Linked DNA regions of Gossypium arboreum: region 2 is linked to region 1. The links are chromatin contacts, called in public Hi-C maps. All regions are on one chromosome and are shown on one strand. Each heading gives the region's core, a stretch centred on a gene start, on an enhancer-like site or on the middle of the called end of the contact. The rest is flanking DNA. Distances are from core to core; before and after follow the strand shown. Region 1 holds the start of LOC108486486 (ubiquitin carboxyl-terminal hydrolase 3). Region 2 has its middle 5.4 kb from the start of LOC108473206.

Region 1 (3,123 bases), core at 163-2,662:
ATTACTTGAATAATATTCTAGCAGCTGTTCGCGAAATGGTACACAAAAATAAAGTGCCTGAAAATTTTTCAGAAAATTACATAAGACGTTGGTCACAGACAAGAGGGCATTTGTTACCCAGCAATTTTAAATAAAAATATCCAACATTGAACGCATTAACATAAATCTTGATTAGAAAGCAAGGAATAAACAGAAATATCAGAAAAGAACTGAGTCTCATAGCATAAACTTAAAAAAAAAAAAAAAAAAAAAACATAGGAACTAAAGAGTCTGGCAATGAACATAGCTCTTTAACACTACAGTCGCAATCATTCAGAAATGATTATTCAAACAATTCAGATCTTGCATTATCTAGGTCAACCTATCTACAACATCTGAAACTTCAAGATCCAATAGCTACCGTAGTATCATACCATGCATTATCTACAAATTCACATAACTTTACGACAATCACCCAACTTAAATGAAAGGAGAATGAAAGAAATATTAAAATTAAGCTTGAAAATTGAAATCTAAATTATTTTGATAGTACCGATGAATCTTATAATCATTTTTTAATCACCAACAACATCCAGTTCCTGTAATACTTTCCCTTTCTAACATTAGTTGATATCTATCACAGTCAATATCTACCTGGTATAGACTCTAGACTCCAAACCATCTCAGCAAGCATATCTAAAATCTAGACATTTTAATTTCAATTTAAATCGTGACAACCGTACCACTTGAAAGCAAAGCAGCAAGCTATTACCAGAAGGGGAAAAAAAGAAGCTAAAAATGAAAAGATAGAACTGAACCTAACCAATTCGCTTCAGGATTAACATATACTACGGGAAATTTGCATAAATGAAATTTAAAGCTTAAAGTCAAAATCAATCAAATTCAAAAGATAGGAAATAACATATACTATCAAATTCAACATATTTTTTAGGGAAAAAAGGGGGGAAGAGGAAAAAAAAAAGAAAAAAAAGAACCTGCAAAACGCTGTTACAATAGCAAGTGTTGCCAAAGTTTTCGAGACCAAAATATCGTTCGCCTTCTGGGAACTGGTCACCCAAAGCTTTCTCGAGCTTCGAACCCGCCGCGCCCATCTATTAGATATAGAATTGAGTTCGTCTACAACTCTAACTTGGATCTTCTTCCGACCGGTTCAACTCAGCGATTCAATACCCCATCAACGACTGGCTCTATCTTGCTCTCTTCGGTTTATCCGAATCCGACTTAGGGTTTGTTTGGAGGACAATTAAAAAAAAAAAGGGTTTCCACCGTTTCCCTATTTCCGTTAAGAGCAGTGAAAAGGAGCCAAAGAAAATGATTCTTGTTTCTGTTCTCGGTAGCATCTACTTAAAACATCTTTTTAGATCAATTAACGTAAAAATAGATAATAATAAAAATTATTATTCTATCCTTAATCATATAAGAAGGATATTCACTAAGAGGTAAATAAAACTTTAATTCCACTTTCAAGTTCGAATTAACTTAAATTTCATAATTCTAATAATATATTAATATAAATATCTTTTAGTCATAGTAAACTTTGAAAATAAGTAAATTGATCTCACTTAATAAAAATTATAAAAATTTTAAAATTTTAAAAAATTCTAAAAATATATTAAAAGGTTGAAATTTTAAATTTTTTTCTAAAATAATAAATTTACGATCTAATTAATGATTCAAATTTATCATATTCAAGTTTTTTAAAAAAATTCAAATATTTATAATTTTAAATTTATGTGCTCCAACATGAAACTAGTTATATTATAACAATATTTTTAAGTTTAATTTTTAAAATTTAACTTGAACAATTTCGCTTCGATTCGACTCGGCTCTAATTTTATTTTACTTGACTCGATTTGAAAAAAAATTTAAAATTGAGCTAATATGATAAAATAGGACTCGTGAATTTGATTAACTCAAAAATTTTTCACTTAATTTGACTCCACAGAACGCTCACCCCTAATAACAAACATAACTTTTATCATTTAACCAATTCATTCTATTTCACCACTAAGAAGAAAATTTTATTTTCACAATTCGATAACAAATTTAACAAGTTATAAGTTACCAACACAAAATACTTATGATGTTTTTAGTTTTTTCTTTTAATCATAGTTATTGATTTTAACCTTAATTGTTAATTTAAAAATAATCACACAAAATCTCACTATATTTCAACTTAAACCTCAACTATTTTCAAATTTGGGGGAGACCATATTCAAAGTAAAAGGAAAATCGTAAATATAAAGGAGGTCACTCAAAAATAGCATTGTTTCTATTTTGATCATTCTAAACTTTTTTTTTGTCAATTTAGTCACTACTGCTAGAAAATTTGACCAAAATGATCATTCAGGCTCTAAACCCTTAACGGATTGTTGACTAGACCTGCAAAAGAAAAAAGAAAAATTATTCTTTTAGTCCCTTTAAAATTTATAAAATTTTTAAGTTAATCCCTATTAAAAAACTCATATTAAAACCCAATATTTACATCCAAGTCCCTTTTTCTTCTTTGCATTCCTTACCCTCCTTCAAGCTCTAAAAATAATCACCTTAATTGTAACACTCCACGCTCGACCCGATCACCGAATCTGAGCTACAAGATGCTACAGTTGTTGCCGAAGCAACCACGGTTGAACAAACATCATACAATCATTTATACTTGTAATCCAATGCCAACTAATACAGGATGCTTGTAACACCCCGTACCCGAGTCCGTTACCGGAGTCGAACACAAGGTGCACACAGACTTAACTTAATTATTTTCAAAGTCCATTTAAAAATTTCCAGACAAGCTAGTTACTGCGTCACTGTTTCCTTAAAAATCATATCTTGAGTTTCAAAGCTCGGAAATCAGTTTCGTAATTTTTCCCTGAAACTAGACTCATATGTCCATCTACATATTTGTTTCTAGAATTTTTGGTCGGGCCAATTAGTACGGTTTATTAGTTAAAGTCTCCCCTGTTACAGGGATCGACTACACTGACCTTCGCGCATCACGGCTTGGATATCTCCCTGTACAGGGCTTCAATACTGATGTCGTTTGTTTCTATAGAAACTAGACTCAAAGATGAATCTATACATATATGGAATGACTCCTAATTATCTTTGGTTAATTTATAGTGAATT
Region 2 (2,947 bases), core at 413-2,912, 260 kb before region 1:
GCACAAATGGCTCGAGATATTTTTGCTATTCCTATCTCAACAGTTGCCTCGGAAAGTGCATTTAGCACGGTGGACGTGTTCTCGATAGTTTTAGAAGTTCTCTAACTCCTCTCATGGTCGAGGCTTTAGTTTGCACACAAGATTGGCTTCGGAAATCTAGTGATGCCATCAATCTTGAAGATTATGTTGATGAACTTCAAATCATGGAAGACGGTAATATAAAAATTTTAATTTATAAAATAAGCTTTTGTATTATTTATATTAGTAAGCATTCCCATAATTTAACTAACACTTTTGTTTTTAAATTTGCTAGATTTATTCAAAATACCAAGATCAAGAAGGTAATACACTTAACATTAGTTTATAAAGTTAAGTGTTTATTTAATTATTTTTGCAAACATTTTTATCATTTAACTAACTCAATCAATACTTTTACTAGATGTTTCAAGATTATCAACAATGATTGAAGCACAAGAAAGAAGTTAAACCATTCTATAATGGTTTTTGAACTGATGTTAGTTTGGTTTGGTTTGTTGTTGTTGTTGGATAATTGAGCTTTTGTTGTGTTCTTTTTTTTTGGACTGGTGTAGGTTTTTATTGTATTTTAGACTTTTAATTATGTTTTTTTATTACAATGTTGTTGTATTGTTTTTGTTTTTTATTTGGACTCATGAAGAAACTTAAACTATTCTATAATGGTTTTTGAACTGATGTGTTATTGTTATTAGTTTGGTTTGGTTTGTTATTGTTGTTGGTTAATTGAACTTTTGTTGTATTCTTTTTTTTTTTTTGAGTGGTGTAGGTTTCTATTGTATTTTAAACTTTTGCTCATGTTTTTTTTATTATAATGTTGTTGTTTACTTCAACTTATGTTGTTTACTTTGACTTTTACTTATGTTTTTTATTATAATCTTGTTGTATTTTTTTGTTGTTTTTTGGACTAATGTTGTTTATTTAGGTTAATGTTGTGTTGCTTGTATTTATTTACTTATTTACTTTAATTTTTTGTTGTATGTTCATGTTTAAAACTTTAAAGAAAATTATTTTTTGAAAAATTACATAAAATAAATAATGCTAGAGTCATTTTTTTAAACTTAACTCGAACAAATATATTCGATTCGATTCGATTCGAATTACATCTCACTCGACTCGATTCGAGAAAATTTCAAATAAAGTTAGGATGATAAAATAAGATTCGAAAACTCGATTAACTCGAAAATTTTCTATTCGATTCGATTCGATTCGATCGAATGCTCACCCCTAACATCAACTCTAAACTTAGAAAAATAATCTTTTACGACGCTCACAAATTTCGGGTTCGCGCAACCTTGACAGTTCCAAACAAATAAATTCGGCATCATAATATATAAAAATAAAAGAAGAACCCATCCCTTTTCAAACATCCAAATTGGACACATTTTTAACTGTAAAATTATCCTCATTCTTGCTGCCTAATTCCTCTTTCGAAACTCCATCATCAAGTCTGTTAACCACCAAATTCACTGCTTTAGCTATAGGAATTCGATTCTGTGCCCGAGACTTAAATTTACTCCCTTCTCCTTTCGTCAGGTTTGTCGAAATTTTAAGACTTTTCTTCTTACCCATTTTCGAAGAGTGTCGCCCAGAAGGGTGATTTTCCAACTTCCTCAAAATGTTACCCATTTCATCTGAAACTGTAGTAGAATTGGGATTTTATTCTCAATAAACTTAACCACTGTGTGGTCATTTGGGTTTAGGGTAGTAACACCTACTTTTTCTACCAAAACGGGACGTCCACAATGCTTTAAAGAAACAGAAGACTCGCCAGAATTTCCTTCCACCACCGCTTGCGACAGAATATCACTCGAGTGCCCCCGCATCTTTGCTTGAGGAGACCATCAAAAGGGCTGACTTCATTCAAGGACCCAGCAAAAGAACCTGTCTCCACCAAGACAGGACTAGAAAAACTCGGGCCTACTGTCTTGGATTGCTTCTGGGCTTGGACACCAACTTCACCATTTTTGGCGCTCAGTCCAGACCCATTAATCAAAACAGGCCCCAAGCCCGAACTGGAGAAATTCACTCCCAAATTCAAAACAGCTTTGTGCATGGGAGATCCTCTCCCAAAGGATTATTATACATGGAAATTTATTTTCCTTGTAAGCTAGCAAAATTAATGGGATTAGATTCCCTATTTCTCTCATTATTTTCCCTTAAAATTTGTAATAGATTGAATTTAGATCCCGAAGAATCCGCCCGCTTCCCGATCAACATTCTACTTCTGGTCAGTCCTCTTACTCCGGCGATCAACTAACATCCAAGGTGCAAAATTTCCACTTTCAACATCCCTATTTGTTGAAGATGATTCTCCAATAACCACAGAAGATTGTATTCCTTCACCATTCTGTTCTTCCTGTCCCAATCCAGCATTACACATATCTTTCAAATGCCCGTAGCATCCACATGAAAAACAAACATTTGGAAGTGATTCATACTCAACCCGTTGAATACGTCCACATCCACTTTTATTTTAGAGATAATAGGTTTATTAATGTCCAGGATGACAGCCATCCTAATAAATCAGCTTCTTTGTGCACTACCCATTTGATCATCCAGTTTTATGACACTTCCTACCATTTCACCTATCTTTGTTAAAATACTCTTACGGTACATGAAACCCGGGATAACCGGAAAACGAATCCAAGCTACCACATTTGACAGATAAGGCTAAGAAGTAAAAAAATATTGTGACCATGGTTAAACCGTTAGGTATTGCCCAAACACCATCCATGGTCCTTCCGTAAGGGCCCTAACATAATCTACTTCCTATTGAAATTTCACTAGAGAATAATCATTTTCTAAATCCATAACACTGACGGGGGTGGAGGGTTTCTAGAGACGATAAATTCTATTAGACAGAGTCTGAATTCCAATTTTCCGACCCAATAACTTGACAACAATAGTTCTA

What was found. A called contact is a pair of places that touch in the nucleus more often than the background predicts.
Region 2: a Hi-C map of leaf shows a contact between it and region 1, with 2.9 times the contacts expected there. The contact joins the enhancer-like site here to the promoter of LOC108486486 in region 1. A contact is called at or near these places in 2 of 5 Hi-C or Micro-C datasets (both in leaf).

Annotation. Positions count from the first base shown.
Region 1 is chr11:58,120,148-58,123,270 of ASM2569848v2, reverse strand. LOC108486486 (ubiquitin carboxyl-terminal hydrolase 3) reads right to left here and starts at 1,412. Exons shown (of 6, transcript XM_017790563.2): 1 at 975-1,412; 2 at 1-57. The coding sequence starts at 1,091.
Region 2 is chr11:58,377,211-58,380,157 of ASM2569848v2, reverse strand. No RefSeq gene overlaps it. Among protein-coding and RNA genes, the nearest start is that of LOC108473206, 5.4 kb to the left of the region's middle. Within about 2 kb of position 1,662, at least 2 of the 2 cell types and tissues checked have an H3K27ac peak or open chromatin away from gene starts, as enhancers often do. A contact at or near this core is called in leaf, where this site is marked.